2 separate regions of the Anas platyrhynchos genome follow, and region 1 is linked to region 2. The links are chromatin contacts, called in public Hi-C maps. All regions are on one chromosome and are shown on one strand. Each heading gives the region's core, a stretch centred on a gene start, on an enhancer-like site or on the middle of the called end of the contact. The rest is flanking DNA. Distances are from core to core; before and after follow the strand shown.

The links. A called contact is a pair of places that touch in the nucleus more often than the background predicts.
Region 1: a contact with region 2 is called in a Hi-C map of skeletal muscle, with 4 times the contacts expected there. The contact joins two enhancer-like sites. A contact is called at or near these places in 3 of 8 Hi-C or Micro-C datasets (skeletal muscle and subcutaneous adipose tissue).

What each region holds. Positions count from the first base shown.
Region 1 is chr6:19,283,057-19,285,756 of IASCAAS_PekinDuck_T2T, reverse strand. No RefSeq gene overlaps it. Among named protein-coding and RNA genes, the nearest start is that of PLAU, 20 kb to the left of the region's middle. Within about 2 kb of position 1,341, at least 1 of the 8 cell types and tissues checked has an H3K27ac peak or open chromatin away from gene starts, as enhancers often do.
Region 2 is chr6:19,208,945-19,211,644 of IASCAAS_PekinDuck_T2T, reverse strand. It overlaps VCL (vinculin), which reads left to right. Exons shown (of 22, transcript XM_027459788.3): 7 at 2,082-2,172. Among named protein-coding and RNA genes, the nearest start is that of AP3M1, 40 kb to the right of the region's middle. Within about 2 kb of position 1,389, at least 1 of the 8 cell types and tissues checked has an H3K27ac peak or open chromatin away from gene starts, as enhancers often do.

The DNA of each region.
Region 1 (2,700 bases), core at 92-2,591, 74 kb before region 2:
AACTAAGCTGCAGGACTTGCTTGACTACTCAGAACAGACAGAACTCGGGTAGGTGTAGGGCAAATAGATTAGCCTGCAATTGCTTTAACGGCAGGGTAGGGTGTTGGGGAACCAAACACTGTGACACTTGTTACTCAGAAAGAAATGGCCAAACATATTTATTCTAACTCACTGGTGATATCTATGATGGTTTAAGATAAATGTTTAAAAAAAATCTATTACTTCTCTCATGTAAAGGAATGTGAACCCAGCAAGGGAGTCAGTTAAGGTCAGCTTCATCATTGTGCATCTTTTTCCACCTCCTCTGCACGTCTTCCCTCAGATGGAGCCAAATTCAGAAATGGCATTTATATTGCACACAATTTTTTTAAAATACCTATTTTATTCAAAATAAAATACCTGCTAAAGAGTCTCCGATTAAAAACAAAACAAAAGAAAAAAAAAAAAAACACCTCTGCAAGTCTTGTTTATCTAGATTATGTTCTCCTAATGAATAAAACATCAGAGCTAAAGCATCTTTTACAGGATCAATCCCAAATATTCAGCCCTGCCCTCCTCAGTGCCAGAAGCTCCCCTTGCTTCTCACAGGCACCAGATACACATGCCAGAGGTAGGATCTGGCAGCTTTCTCACCCTAAAATCCAGATTGTCATGAATTAGAAATACACTTCAATGAGATTGAATGCTGCAAGGATAACTCTCACTCAGGATAGTCAAGGCACTACAAAACATACAAGTATGAACTTCCTATGCAGTTTATGTTTTCCAAACATTGCAAGTCATAGTTCTGAGTCTGGGCTGCAGCTCTAGCAGGAGGCTGGGAATGAACTGAACTGAACTGCAGCAACAGTGTTCTGTCTGTGAAGAGTCCCTCCGGGGCTTCCCTCACTTAGACCTGTCAAGTCTCATTGCTCACAACATACGACTCACTCAGTTACACCTCAGCTAGTGCAGATTCCCACTTCTGCCACAGTTTGTGCTTTGTGTATTTGCAGTGCCACGATTTTCCTCTAGCTCTTTGCTGCACCTTAGCTCCTGGGGTTGCAGAAGGAGCAGACTGTGGCAGCAGTGCTTGTTCTGGGCACCAGCAGCTCTGAGCCTAGCAGCTCTGTGCTTTCTCACAGATGTGACTCCATGACGTGACCTTGGCCAAGCCGGATGCACAGCTTTCTGCCTCATCAAATACAGTCCCATGAGTAAGCATTAATATCTGTTAAAAGATTCAAGCTCCGAGAATAGACTGAGTGAGTAAATATAAATCAACACGTCTGCATGGCTGATCAGATAGTATTTGCACTTGACTGAAACCTTTAAGAAGCAAGCAGCCAACACTGTCAGCTTCACGTGGCCTCAAAACCAGTCACCAAATTGATTGCAACAAGTGGCCAGAGGAGCTGAATCACTGCCCCGGGGAGGAATGCCCACGGTAACATCTTTGCTTCTGAAATTTTGGTGCACTGATAGTGCAAGCCCTGCGTGTCCTGCCAAAGCCAGAAAGTTTGTTTTCTGCATTTCTCAAATCTGTGATGGAAGCAAAGGGCTACATTTTGTGTAGGTCCTTGGTTTTAGTAGTGACTCTCATTCCAAGGTACTGTGGAAGACTATTCACTAATCATAGGTGAAAAAACACGTCCTCTGTTGATTGCAATTAGACAACCAAAGCATCAATCTTTCATATTACTTTCATGCTTTTAGTAGTTTTGCTTCATTTTGTGACTTGTTCCTGGGACCAGTGAAAATACAAAATGAAAAAAGCTGAAAACCTTAAACGCAGGGAAGCCACATTACTTTATGCGTGAATCTGATAAGCACTGCCATTCTTGCTTGCATGGTACTTAGCAGAAGACAGCACTGTATTATCTATGGCCTAGACCACATAATTGCTTCTTTAGCACTTATCCTGATTAGTTAAAATGACACATGAAAACCATCAAAGCAGAGCTTCTATTATGTGAAGAATTTATTATCACCAGCTCAGCATAAAGTTGATGCTTTAATTGAATTTGCTGTAAAAGCTGCACTACCAAGCCAGGTGAACAGCACTGCGATGTCATGTATTCTGTACCTAGATGGTTGCTTGTATGTCTGCAAGGAAAATAAGCTTAGTGGTGTATGAAGACATAAAGTCTTCAGGCATTTAGACTAATGTAAACAGGTAATTCTGACACAAAGGAAATGTGCATGGAGGTGAGCCTCCATTTGGAATCGGTAGGGGCACTTAACACATTAAAAATGTCATATTGGTTGTGACGACAGATGCTTGTATAAAGATGTTCTGATGCTCTGAGTTAGCCATTACCAATATTTTTCAAAATTAAGCAACAAGCTAAAAGCTGTATAAGCCAAAAGGAATGAGGAATTAAATTTCATGAGTGTCTGTTCCCATGTAGGACTAAAGCTTTTAGTACACTGCTTGATGACTGCTTGCAAATACCAAGAATCAAAACAATTTCCCAATTTCCCACTGTGAAAGCTACCTTCAGTTTTTCTTTTCATCTGACATTGATCTCAGTGGAATTAGAAAAAGGATAATGACAGCCTTGAGATAAATGGCTACGATGCAAGCCTTCATGCTGCAGAGCAGGTAAGTGTTGATATCAGAAGATGATGTGCAGCAAAAAGATTTTTTTTCTATTATCTGTCTGCAAAGAGTCCAGAAGGTGCTTTGGCTTCCTTAACATTGACAAATAAAATCATGGA
Region 2 (2,700 bases), core at 140-2,639:
ATCTAAATTTCATTTGAAAAACACATGTACATGCAGACTCCTGACACATGTACAAGCCACATGTTGCAGCATGCGTGAGCACGCCTAACACCTTCAGACATGTATAAGAGCCACACGTGTGAACATGTGCTAACACACCAAATGCCTCCAGACATGTATGCAAGCCACATGTATGAACACAGCAAGCACCTCCAGATGCGTGTACAAGCCATACAGCTCAACACACATTGCTTAGGTAGTGCTAGCAGTCACAAAATCATGTGTAAAAGATGAAACACCCTTAATTTCATCCTTTGCTAAGAGATTAAGATTGAGAGACTTCTTAGACTTCTTTATCATTTTGATGTAACTGCAACTCTGCAGGCAACTGAGGCAACACAAAAGGCTGCTTCAGTAAAGAGGGGAGGAGTTCCTGCCCCTCCCATTATCCCAACGCTGTCCTTTCCCAGCCATCCCACACCTAGCATCTCATCAATGTGCTAAGCAACATCTGTTGCCTTTTTAAAAATTCAGTTAATCCTTTGTTTCAAATTATTTATGGGTAGATGGGCCTGCAGTAAACCATTCATTCCAAGCTAAAGTTACTCTAGTACATACATAAAACAACAGAAAACTATCACCTACCATCACAGCTGGTAAGGGTTTTTTTTGCATTCATTTCAGTTTTTAAATTATTGTATGATTATTTACTTTACTCTTGTATATTAAATGCACAAATCTCAAGCTATAGAGAAGATGACTTTTAAAACATTGTCCCCCCTTCCAACCCTAGATGCGTGTCCTATCCTTTGGATGTTGTTAAATAGATCCTGACCTAAGCTTTGAGACCCAATTTCTAGGTTGGAGAACCAGTCTTCCAGGTGAAAACAGTTCTGCTTTTGGTGCACTCTCTTGGGCTGTGAATCTGGAGCCCTTAAAAATATCCAGCTGTGTTGAATGACCTTTAGAAAGTTAGTTGAGTTGTATTATAATACTCTACAAGTAGCTGACAGACTGACATGCCTAAATAAAACTGGCTTAAATGCCAAAATGTCCCCAGTAATGTATCTTTGGGACTAAGAGTGCAGAACGAACTGCTTCACAAAAATGTGGCAGTTTTTTAGTATTGTCAAGAGTATCCCATGTTGCACCAGATAGTGATCTTTGATGCTTGGAACAGGCGCTTCTCTGTAGGAGCTGGGCATGGATAGTCCAACAGCACAAGGGCCAGGCTTTTTTTCCATGACCTGTGTACTAATCATGGGATACTAGATGCATTTCAAATTATTTCCATTACATGTGTGGTAAAAATCTATTTGGGCTTTTTCCCAACTTCTTACTTAAGGTGCTGGGTACTCTGCCTGTTTGTATAGGATAGAAAACTTCTGGCCTCTAGTGGAGAGGTGATGCATGAACAATTAACAGAGTATGCAGGGAGATGAGAACTGAGTGGTTTTATCTTCTCTAGTCAAAGAAGTGCTGGAAAATAGTTGCGTAATAGTCAAAGCAGCAGCTTCTTTGCTCCTGGTAGAGAAGTTCTGAGTTTAAGACAACCGCATGTGAACACGTGTTTAAGTCTCCGAAGACAGTAAAATCCATATTTGAGAATTCTAGGAATTAACTGGCAGTCTGTTTTTCTGCAGACAGCAGCTATTGGATTTTAAGCAGCAGAACAGGTGAAAATTGCAGATGTGCATCCTCTTGTACAGAAAGTAGCAAAATTCACTGGCTGATTTCCATTTTTAAAAGGTTGACTCTAATCTTCATGCTCTGATGTACACTAAGGAAAAAAATGGAACTAACACTTAAGATGTGTGCTTATTGGAGCTTATTTAGGAATTAAAACACAAGAAAATAAAGGAATAGAGAAATCACTAAACTTGCATGCGTATTTTCTGCATTTTGAGTGATATGAAAATGTCTGCCTTACTTGGAAATAAGTGACTATGAACTGCTAGTCTGAAAATGGGTTTTGAGCTGCTTACATGGGTGTGTTTCTGTAAGTAGGCTGTGCTTTATACAACTTCTGTCTGCTTTGATTGTGTTGACTTCTTATGCTTTGATTTTTTGAAAATCATTATGGTGGTTTCTCTTTTGCAAAGGACACTGAAGCCATGAAAAGAGCTTTAGCCTTAATAGATTCAAAGATGACCCAGGCAAAAGGTTGGCTGAGAGATCCAAATGCACCTCCAGGTAATATTCAAAAACAAGTGCAAAGTATTTCAGTTTTTTAAGGTCTGAATAGCCGTTAAGCATTAATAACTTATGCATAGTATGCATAGTGGATCATTCTGAAGATACCAGTAGATAGTCTTTTTTTTTTTTTAATACTTGGAGATCTACCAAGTTGTGTTTAATGTCCTGGAAATCTTTGCCTGTTTTAAGTTGTCCAAATGTATTCTTGTATAACATACATATTTTATATTTGCATTCCACTAGTAAAAGCATAAATAAGTGAATTATGTTGAGCAGTATTTAACTGCAGTAGATCCCAATACTTAAAGTTCCTTATCCTGTACTTTCAAGTTTGTATAACTTCAGTTTTATCTAATAGCAGACTCTCAGTATTTTTCTTTCAGTCTTGACAGAAAATGCTTAGCATGAAAAACTGCAATAAATACTATAACTACAGTCAGCTTTATTTATATAAAGGTTTTTCCTTAGTATGCATCTTTAAAACAAATAAAACCAGGTGGAGGCCTGTTCCATTCAGACTTCGAG